Linked DNA regions of Pan troglodytes: region 1 is linked to region 2. The links are chromatin contacts, called in public Hi-C maps. All regions are on one chromosome and are shown on one strand. The core of a region is the stretch at or near the end of the contact, and the rest is flanking DNA. Distances in the headings are between cores, read along the strand shown.

Region 1 (5,266 bases), core at 738-3,237, 510 kb before region 2:
GTAACATCAGGAGTGATATGTGAACCTGTAGGATTGTGGAGATTCTAGGACATAAGTGAGAGGGTGATTGGATAAAGATGAGAAAAAGATCCAAGTCTAATGTAATTTGCTAAACTATGGAAGCACAAATTTGGTAAAAGAGAATCTCATAATATCCCATAACTATGTTCTTTTCAAATAAAATGAGGAGAGACACAAATTGATTAAAACAATTGCCTTCCTAATCTTACCTTTATTGAGCTACTTAAAAGTAGGCTTTCTTCTTTACTCTTTAATATGTAGCCTGATCATTCTGTTCCTTGTAGATCTGGTATTTAAGGAGCTCATGGCATTTGCTATCCTTATTCTAATTCTAGTCATAATCACTACCAGCCATGGTAATTGCACTTAATGTCCATCACTAGCCCTCACTGCAAAAACAAAACAAAACAAAACAAATCCTCAGTTTTAGAAATTCCTCTTTTTGTTATGATTCTGATTTCTCAGCCACTTTAGATGACCACAAAATTTAAAAGCAGAATCAATGCAAGTTTCTTCGCTTATCCCCTTCCCCATCAGGGGTGGCATCTTTTTCTGAGGTTGTTTGGCAGCTATGATATGTGACGGCATCTAAGCATCTGGCCTGTGGTTGGCATTTGGTGCTGTCTGATGCATCTAGTCATGTCTACAGCACAACCATTTTTCTCAAGTCCTCAAAAATCTGAAATTACTAGTTATAGGCAACTTTATATGGAGATAACAGTACTCCCTACTTATAGTGGTGGCGTGTTAAATGAGTTCATATATACGAAGTTCTTATAATAATGACTATTATGCACAAAGTCTCCTGGTTATAATCATCATCACCATCATTGTCATTATTATTTTAATTTCAACTCTTATTAAGCACATGTGATTTCCGTTCATAAATTTGCATTCCTGCTACTCTTCTGTGAAGAAAATCCAGCATATCTGTTTGTGTTGGTGGGGCGAACAAGGAGGACAGTGGACAAAAAAGGCCAAGAAAACAAAAAGCAACATTTCATCTACTTTGACATGGAAACATGGTACCTAACTTGATTTTTTAAATATCTGGAGAAAACTGTCAAGAACTGTGAGTAATTTGAGATTTTATCCTATATGCAAGCTAGCATGTTAGCCTCTTACAGTTTTATACATGTCAGAAGACACTAGAGGTAATGGACTGTATTATGCATAGCACAGCAGGCAGCATGAGCTTTATATTCTCAGTGGTCCCCTGTTGTTTTCCAAGTCCCAGAGGGATGATACAGAGACAGGCATTTGTGAACAAATGCAATTGAGAATGATCTCCCAAAAGGACAACAACTGAAGTGGCATTTAGTTTATCTCTTTCCCTTAAGATACATTATGTTTTTAACATTGCAGGTAATTTATTAAGACATATTTAGATTTATTTTACTTTTATTTTACATTGCCTTCATTAAAATATGATGATAAACCTTCAAAACATGGTAGTTACAAAAATTATATCTATTGGTATGACATATGAAGTCCAAAATGATAGTTCCAATTACTAGGTAATTCTTCTTCAAGTCATAGTACAAGTCTAGCTTATTCCACAGTGTTATTCTGCCATGCTCAACACAAGGTTTCCAAGTTTGCTATGTGGGTGATCTCCATTCTAACCAGCTGAAAATGAAAAAGATCTCAGTGGATCATATATGGGAGAGGTTTATGTTGCATGGGAGGGAAAATTGTTTTCTCTCTACACTTTTTGAGTTCTGAATTCTCCAGTAACAAACAACAGATTAACAAGAAAGGAAATAAACAGAAGTTTATTAACATGTATACCTAATGTATACCCGAGAGATACCCAGAGAAGTGAGTACATTTTAAAGAGGTGCCTTAGAGTTCAGACTTCAACTGAAACAAAGAAAGAAAGGCCTTGGGGTGATAGTGCAACTATGGGAGGTGACCAGGAAAAGCACAGTAAACAAGGGTAAGATTTGTTGTGCAGATTTAAGTCTGTGCCTTCTACATTGACAAGCTTTTCTAATAATTTAGAGTCATTCATCTCTCCCTGGAGCAGAGTGGGAGGGTTCCCTTACAAATGGAAATTTCCTTTATAGGTGCAAATTTTTCTTACAAAAGGATAATTTCTACTCTAATTTCAGAGCTTCCCCTTGTCTGTAGTTTCTCAAAAAAAAAAAAAATCAGCTCAAAATCATCCTTAAGCCAAAGATGCATATTTTTGGGTAGCATATTTTGGTATCCTATAATGGGCTTGAAAGTGGCAAACAACATTTTATCTGCAATCCACTGATTACCCTGTGGTCATATGATCATATCTAACTGCAAGGAAAGCTGGGAAATGTAGTTTAGTTTTGTGTTTAAGATGAGGAATTGATTTTAGTAGTTTGGGTCATAAATTTAGGCTTTTAAAAATCCGTCTCTAGAAGAAAATATCTAAAATATACATGGAATTTCATTTTGAATATTTCTGTGTGCTTTGAGTAGATCCACTATGGTACAGAATTTATTTCAAATTACTTTCCCACAAACTGAATGTAATTTTGATGTGACAGAAATGCATTATTTGTTAATCCTTTATGTCACATAGAAATTTAGGGGATTCAACAGCATGATTTAAATCCAACTCAAAGGAATGTTTATGAATGGAATGCCATAAAATAGCAGAAATGAAAAAAAAATGAGGATATTGAAATGCTTGTATCCAAAGAAATCAAAACCATTTCAGGGAACAGGGATCTTCCTTAAATATTTTATTATATTTAGAAGAAAGTAAGAAATCTGGTTTATTTATAATGGTCCCTGGCTCAACTTATTTATCCCCACTGCATGCAGAGAAGAAAGGAAACAGCTTAGCAAGGTCATAAGCCCCGGCCACATGGAGAGAAATAAAAAGGGTGAATCAGCTTCTTATGAGTAAAATGTAACTTACTGGATGGCTTAGATCTTTGAACAATTTTATCAGAAATCCCTCCTTCCTTTTGAGGAACTAGAAAGCATATCAATATTGGGAATGAAGAATAGCTGGTTTTTTCTCTACTTATATCTATCTTACTCTAAATTGAATTTAATTTTTTTAACCACTTCATTTTAGTTTCTCATGTTTATAATCTCACTGTGATATTAGCATTGTTCAAATGTGTTTTGTGCATGATCTCTGCTTTTATCTCTCTGTATATTCTCAGCATTATTCAGAAACCATTTTTCCTTGTTGCTACGTGCAGTTTCTAGGGTATTTTTTGCCATTAATTTTGTTTCTCAAAATAACCTCCACACTTCCTCTTTGAGAATAAGCCTCACAGAATGAATAAACATTCTAAATCAAGCTAATATCAGAAGATTTTAGTCTTAAAAAGTGAACAGGTGTCATCATTCCTCTCAGTTATTATGTTTAATGATAATGTTGGAGATACCTTCTTTAAATATTTAGTTTAATATGCTACACAGAAATTTGGAGAAAGCTAAGAATTATATGTTTAATCTTCTTTTTACTCTCTCTGCTCAAAACCTGTTAGAGCATGCAGTTCCAACTACAACAAAAACAGATACCATTTATTTAGCACTTACTGTTAGGGGTTCAAGGCCAAGCACTCCTTTCTCTTCCACATCAGGGTTCTGGCTGAAGAAATATACACATGAGGGTCTCTAGCCAAATGGAAATCAAGTAGCAATTTTATTAATTTGTGTAAGCAACTTAAAATGCCAAATGCAGGCAATCTTTTGCATGTTGGAGTGAAGAAAGACCAAGAGCTTACATAAAGGTCTAAAATGGCATCAACTCTCACAAACCAACCCTCAATCTTGAATCTTCTTTACTGTGATGTGCTACAGGAAGAGCTGGATCTGAAAGGGCCCAGGTAGCCACGAAGAAGAAAACTGCAATATTGTCTAATGTGCAAACTACTCAAATTTACTTGTGAGGAAGCAAGAATTCCAGGATACTTTCTATGTATATTTTACATAAGTTAATAAAAAAAGAAAGAAAGATGTTAGAGATGAAAACAAGCTGGGGAGAGTTGTTGCCTTTGCTATTTTGTGGAGGTGTGTTTTATAAAATGGTGGTTTTTTTAATGTAATGCATGATGGAATCTTTTGGGCACGGGATTTTCTTTGTAGAGTTATTTTAATAAGAAAATCAATGTCTTTAAAGGTCATGGGCATATTCAGACTTTCTGTTTCATCTTCTATCAGTTTTGGTAAATTGTATAACTTCATTTAACATTTTGGTGTAGGACAGTTCTCCAGGTGACAGACCCAGTTCTCCCCCATTTCCTCATCTGTAGTTCTCAAGAAAAACTGTAGAATGTGATGGGAATGCAATATTCTGAGACAAGGAGGGACTAGCTAGACCAGCCCAGGCTTTGTTCCAATCCCCACCTAGAAACAGGATGTCCCTCAACATGTTAGCCCAGCATGTCACATTGCCACTGGGGTATAAAATCTGGGAAAGCTGCTTTTTGGGTTTCCTCAGCTGTGGTGTGAATAGGGCACATCTAGAGGAGACTCTATCCACCCTTCATAGCTTTCATAAGTCTTGTGGGGCTGGCTCACAATGAATCCCAGGCCTCTCTTGTCCCTTGCTGCCTGTTTATAACGATAAATCTGCTTCATGTAATTTACCACATATAAGCACTTTCTGTCTCACCAGAACCCCGATGACAATTTGGTAACCAGCACACAGTGAATTTATTTCACATTTAGTAGTACAGGTATGCTACCTAATAATAATTTGTCTAAAAAAATCTTTAGCTAACTGATAAATAATTGTTTCAATGAATGAGTATGGAATATCTCTCCTTTTTTGTGTGTGTCCTCATTAATTTCTTGGTTTTTTTTTTCCCCTTTATCTTCTTATTCTCTGTAGTCTTCAGATTCGATAATTTCTTTTTCTTAAACTTTTAAGTTCAAGGGTACATGTGCAGGTTTGTTATATAGATAACTTGCAGGTCAAATGGATTTGATGTACAAATTTTCTCATCACCCAGGTGATAAGCATAGTACCTGATAGGTAGTTTTTTGATTCTCACCCTACTGACACCCTCCATTCTGAAGTAAACTGTGGTGTCTATTGTTGCCTTCTTTGTGTACATATGTACTCAGTGTTTAGCTTCCACTTATAAGTGAGAAAACATGGTTTTGGTATTCTGTTCCTGGATTGGTTTACTTAGGTTAATGGACTCCAGCTCTATCTATATCCCTGCAAAGAACACGAGTTTTTCCTTTTTTATGGTGGCATAGTATTCCATGATGCATATGTACCACATTTTCTTTATCC
Region 2 (5,509 bases), core at 986-3,485:
CAAGGTAGATTTTACTTTCAACTTTTTATTAATGTCACCTCCTCTGCTTAACTCCTTTGAATCACCATCTCTGTTTATTCATTTTTCAGTCTGAAATTCACCAGAATGGCCCATTAAATTTTAGAATATATAAGGGCATAAATGAACTGCAAAATAAGAGTAGCTTTAACTTAAATATTAAAGCGGAATGCAGTTTTTCCCCTAGATTTTAATTTTTGCTATATTTTTTCTTAAGGGTTAAAAGACTAAAAATATTGTAACAAGATACAATAATACGAAAAAAAAATCCTTGTTCTTCCTCCCCTGCCCTGTTAAATATCATATATTATTGGAAAAACGGTCAGTGTTAACAAACTTCAGCACCACGTGTGTGGGTGTGCGCATGCGCACACTGTTACACTAAACTGTATTCGTTATTAGATAATTCAAGTAAATGGTTACATATCCATAGGTGTCCTGAGTAGCTTGAAGTAATCTCCTTACCTCAGGATGGTGATTCTACATAGAAACCCATGGCAGGGGAAGCAGGAAACAACTTTCTTTTAAAGAAAAGAATGCATTAAAATAGTATAAAGCTAAATCAAATGGAACTGTTATGACAAACAGTTTGGGAAGTTAAATAATCTCCTTTTCCTATTTTAGACTTGTATAAGTTCAAAATAATCTTTAAGATATTCACACTAAATTATTACCTATATAGTATCTTTTAATGCAAAAATATACAGTATAATTGAATATAATATCACTTTTATTGAATGCATGTCTTTCAATCTCTTTTAATAATCTCTTTTAATAAATGCTTACAAGGCTTTTGTTTTATGAGTTTTATTCCTCCTTGAGTTGAGAACACAGTTTCTTAAATTTGACCGTGAACATTCCATTGAGAGACTGATGATAAATTCACACGTAGCCTCCCTTTAACTGACGGACTTAAACTTGATCCATGGATTTGCACCACGAACTTCAAAAGATGAATCACTGCTGTAGATGTGATGGCCTAATTCTTCCAAATGTGGCTCAGGATCAGTGGTAGCAAACTGGGCAGCATCATCAATTTCTTTCCTCACCTCAGCCCCAATTTCCTTTAATTCTTCCACAGTGGCGAGCTTGCTGTTTACCATTCTATCTTGGAGAATTATTATAGGATCCCTCTTACTTCTTACTTCCTGAATTTCTTCTCGTGTACGATAACTGACTCCAGGATCACTCATACTGTGTCCATGATAACGGTAGGTTTGCAGCTCCATCAGTATGGGCCCCTTTCCAGATCTACAGTAGTTAGCTGCAAATTTTGTTGCCTCACGAACACACAGAACATCCATTCCATCGACCTTTAGCCCAGGGATAAAATTGCCCCTCTTGTAGTAATCAGGGCTGGCTGCTGCTCTCTCAGTAGATGTTCCCATTCCATATAGGTTATTCTCACAGATGAAAACACAAGGTAATTTCCATAAAGCTGCCATATTGAAAGCTTCGGCTATCTGCCCCTGATTCGCAGCGCCATCCCCATATAAAGTCAAACAGATCTCATCGTTTCCTTTATATTTACAGGCCAGAGCAATGCCAGCGCCCAGGGGGCCCTGTGCACCGACGATGCCATTGCCCCCATAGAAGTTCTTGGTATACATATGCATCGATCCTCCTTTTCCTTTAGCACAACCTCCTCTTCTTCCCGTCAGCTCTGCGAGAATGGATCGGACAGAAAGTCCCCGAGTATAGCACACACCATGAGCCCTATAGGATGTAATGACGTGATCCGAGGGGTTTATGCCGGCCTCAAGGCCCACGCAACAAGCTTCCTGACCATCGCACAGGTGACAGAAACCGCGAATGAATTTCTGTTTGTACAGCTGATCTGCCTTCAATTCCATGCGGCGAACAGTCAGCATCATCCTGTAGTATTTAAGCCCCTCCGCCCTAGTGAGCACTGTAGTGACAGGGGGACCCTCTTCCAACAGATAAAGATCACATTTCTTAATTTCAAATGTAGCGTCATTTGAGGACTTACGGGATGCCACCAGCACTCTGCGAGCTGATTTCTGGGCAACGCGCCTCAACACGCGGGAGATGAAGGCGGCCAGCATATTCTTTACGGAGTGCTGTAGATGGCGGCGGCGTCCCGTAACGACCGCCGGAAGGCCTGGCCTCGGCTCCGCGTCTCCTTCCGGTGCTCCAATGCACGTGGCGCCATCCGGGCAGTGCACACGGGTGATAGAGGCAGGTCCTGCACAGCACTGGGACATGGGCCACGCAGCCTGAGCTGACTGATTTGTACAGTGCCTGCCAGCTGTAAAATGAAGACTAAAAGTGGTTTCCTTTTCTGGAGGACTTGGGCAAACTACAGGGCATCCTAATCGCCGTCATTGCTGAACCTCAATAATCTGAGTCCCTTTTCCCTGTTAAACCCTGGAGCACTGTATCTCAAGCTTTCCCCACAAGCGTATCAAATAGAAGAAAGGAACAAACTCAGTCCCTAAGGCACATGAGAGTTCTGAGAGTTAGTCCAAAGGTATTTCTTCCTACCAATATTTCTTTAATGTCTTGTTTTTGATCTTTAAAATAGGTATGAATATTTATCCTGCTCCATAATGTGCCATATGTATTTTAAGGTAACAACAAAGCTGTAAATTATTTGTAGCTTAATTAACTTTAAAAACAAAACAAGCACACGCACGTTAACAAAAACCCCTTTTAAAGAAAAGTCAGTACTCTCAAACAATATGCCACATTTATCCTGATGGCGTCTAGCACCTGTGACACTTGAAGTGGGGAGGGAAAGTGTATACAAACCTCGGCCTGAGGATAACAATTTAAACCCAGTAATAAACTTTGCTTGGTGTGGGAAAATTGGAAGCAGGGAGAGAGGGTTGAGGTGCAGATTGTGGTAAAAAGTTTGTAGTTTGTGGCATTCCACTTTTCCTTACTCTGTTTAATAATTCTGAATCCCTGTTTTACCTACTTTTATCCGTATTTTCTAACTACTTCACTTTTGTTCTTCCTTTTGTTTATTTCCTCTTTTTTTTTATTTTTGGTTTTCTATAAAGATGTCTTCAGCAGGTTTCCATAGATTTTCAGGTGGTATTTATTTATTTATTTATTTATTTTGCTTTCATATCAATCAAACTGGACCAGCCTTAGTCCAGGAAATCTAGAAACACGTTCTTATAGTGCCTTTTTATGTAGTAATCATTAGAAAGTGTAACTTCTTATAAAGTGACCCACCAAACAATACACAGTTTGGACTACAAGAGAGCAACAGAGTTTGCTTATGCCACTGGAAACCGTTCAATCACAAGAGAAGAGAAGCCTTAGACCAAGGGATACAAAGATCACATATCATTTCTCTCTTTTTATGCTTTTACCAGGAAGGCGATTTTGTGCCCCAATAAGCCAACCCTAACTAGGGATCCTGTTTTATTTAGAATATTAAGCCATTCACCTTAATGCATGCTCTGTTTTATATCCATTGCCTATTTGCAAATGATAAATTCTTACCCAAATGTCCCTATTACATGTTCAAAGCAGCTGCCTTCTCTATATCTAGTTGCAGGTGTTATTTTGGGCACTTCTTTTAATATTCAGGAAGAAAAGAGAAAATCGCTTGTTAAAAAGTTAAGATACCTCTTAAAACTTGATCGTCTCCCCACCTTCTGAACCCAGCCATCATAATAGGCCTCATCTTTTCACTCAATTGAAAATTCAACTGTTGGAATTCATGGTCTTGCTGTGTTGTTTGCTCCCTCTTTGATAGTTAGCCTGTCTCTGCTGTTCTCTTTCATTCCTCCAGGTATTGGAGATCTCCAGGGAGCATTATCTCCATAAGAACGAGAAAAATGACACTGCAGGATAGAACAGTAGTGTTAATGGGTCAGTGAGTGACAGCTGAGCCTTCTCTCAGAGGTATCAGCCAGGCCAGTGCTGCCAGGAACACAAGAGCTGTACAGTAAAGTGTGCCAATTTAATCTTGTCACATGTAGCCTGGACTGCAAAGATAGAGCTCCCCTTAAAAGCCCAGTGTGTCAAGCCTAAACCCGACTCATGCCAGAAGAGAACATACAAAGATGCTAATTGGAAAATATCTGTACTACGGGTTCCCACAGAAGATGTCCTTTTAAAAAAAAAATTTCTCAACAGGCTCTAGTTAAGATAATAAATAATAAAATGTGAAACTCCCATAGACCTCTTGGTCATCAGTTACCCTATATATCCTAAATTCACCTTAAAAATAGACATCTGAAATCAAACAGTGTTGAAGCATTTCAATTAAACTGATTAATCTTGATAATGACTTTTTGACTTTTATTGCTATCCTTCCAAATCCATCTACATTTTTCAAAGAAAGAATGAAATTTGCAGACATCAGGGTAAAACGTTTATCCTGAGCTGTTGAGCTTCTCCTCTTACATGCCCCCCAGCTAGATAGGATTCAAGCTGTTCACGGACAATAGAGCCAATGATGGTGTTCTTTTCTTCAAATGATTTATTTTTTGTCCTGTCCTTGTTCAATACTATGTTGATTACCAAACAGAACTAAGAAGTCATCTACGTACTCACCACAGAAATGTTATTTGCAATTAGAAACCCCATAAATTCTAAGTTTTTAATTAACACCAAATCTCACTTTTAATCTACTTGAAATTAAAGGAAAACAGATGAGCACTATTATAAGGCCAATGGCAGACTTTACATTTAATTAATAAAAACCCCTATAAAAGAAGAGCCAGTGATTATAGTAGCAGTCATTCATGCCAGTGTGACAGAATTTCACATTTCATGTCTGATGGTTGATCCTACAGGGGTATTTCTGAATTTATCTTAAAAGTGTCACTCCCATGGCATCAATAACACATATTTTTTAAATAATAGACAAGGAAGTGTGAAAAAGAACAGTGAGAATGTTTGAAGGATATTTACATTTCTTCAGTAATTATTGCACTTTTTCACCAAATGTTAAGTGAAGAAAGCTGTTAAAGAGTGAATATTTTCTAGATAAGCAATATCAGATCTCATTAGATGATTAGTGGCAGTGTATTTTTTTCATAGCTCTAAGATTTGGCAATTAAGAGTGATGAGTAAGAACTTAGTGCAAAAATTACAAGTTATATATATAAAACTCTGAGAAGAATTTCTCCGTTGGAGAAAAGACACAATGTCAGTACCATATATTTTGAAAAATGATGACAATCAAGCAAAGTTTCTCTCTAATATTACAATAAGCAAAGCTATTCCAGAACACTTCAGAGGCTTGGGCAAACAATATTTTTTCTTGTATGATCTTACTATATTTGAAATATGATTAAAATAAAAATCCAGGATAGATTAATTCAAAGAGAAGACTTAATTAGAAATGAGAGGTAAAGTAGAAGTGCTTCTCATCCTACCCAGATAATGATGGTGTGAGAAAAAGGAAGACATTGTGGGTTAATTTTTAGTGTAACAGATGGACCACCATCTTTATCCTGATAGATGACCGGAGTCATCTGAGTCATCATGCTCCGAGTGCTAAATC

The links. Hi-C and Micro-C count contacts between places; a contact is called where the count stands out from the background.
Region 1: a Hi-C map of induced pluripotent stem cells shows a contact between it and region 2, with 2.4 times the contacts expected there. The contact joins the enhancer-like site here to the promoter of PDHA2 in region 2. A contact is called at or near these places in 2 of 7 Hi-C or Micro-C datasets (both in induced pluripotent stem cells).

What each region holds. Positions count from the first base shown.
Region 1 is chr3:97,766,517-97,771,782 of NHGRI_mPanTro3-v2.0_pri, reverse strand. No RefSeq gene overlaps it. Among named protein-coding and RNA genes, the nearest start is that of PDHA2, 510 kb to the right of the region's middle. Within about 2 kb of position 1,987, at least 2 of the 24 cell types and tissues checked have an H3K27ac peak or open chromatin away from gene starts, as enhancers often do. A contact at or near this core is called in induced pluripotent stem cells, where this site is marked.
Region 2 is chr3:97,257,477-97,262,985 of NHGRI_mPanTro3-v2.0_pri, reverse strand. It overlaps PDHA2 (pyruvate dehydrogenase E1 subunit alpha 2), which reads right to left and starts at 2,235. Exons shown (of 1, transcript XM_526637.7): 1 at 731-2,235. The coding sequence starts at 2,084. The coding sequence ends at 918.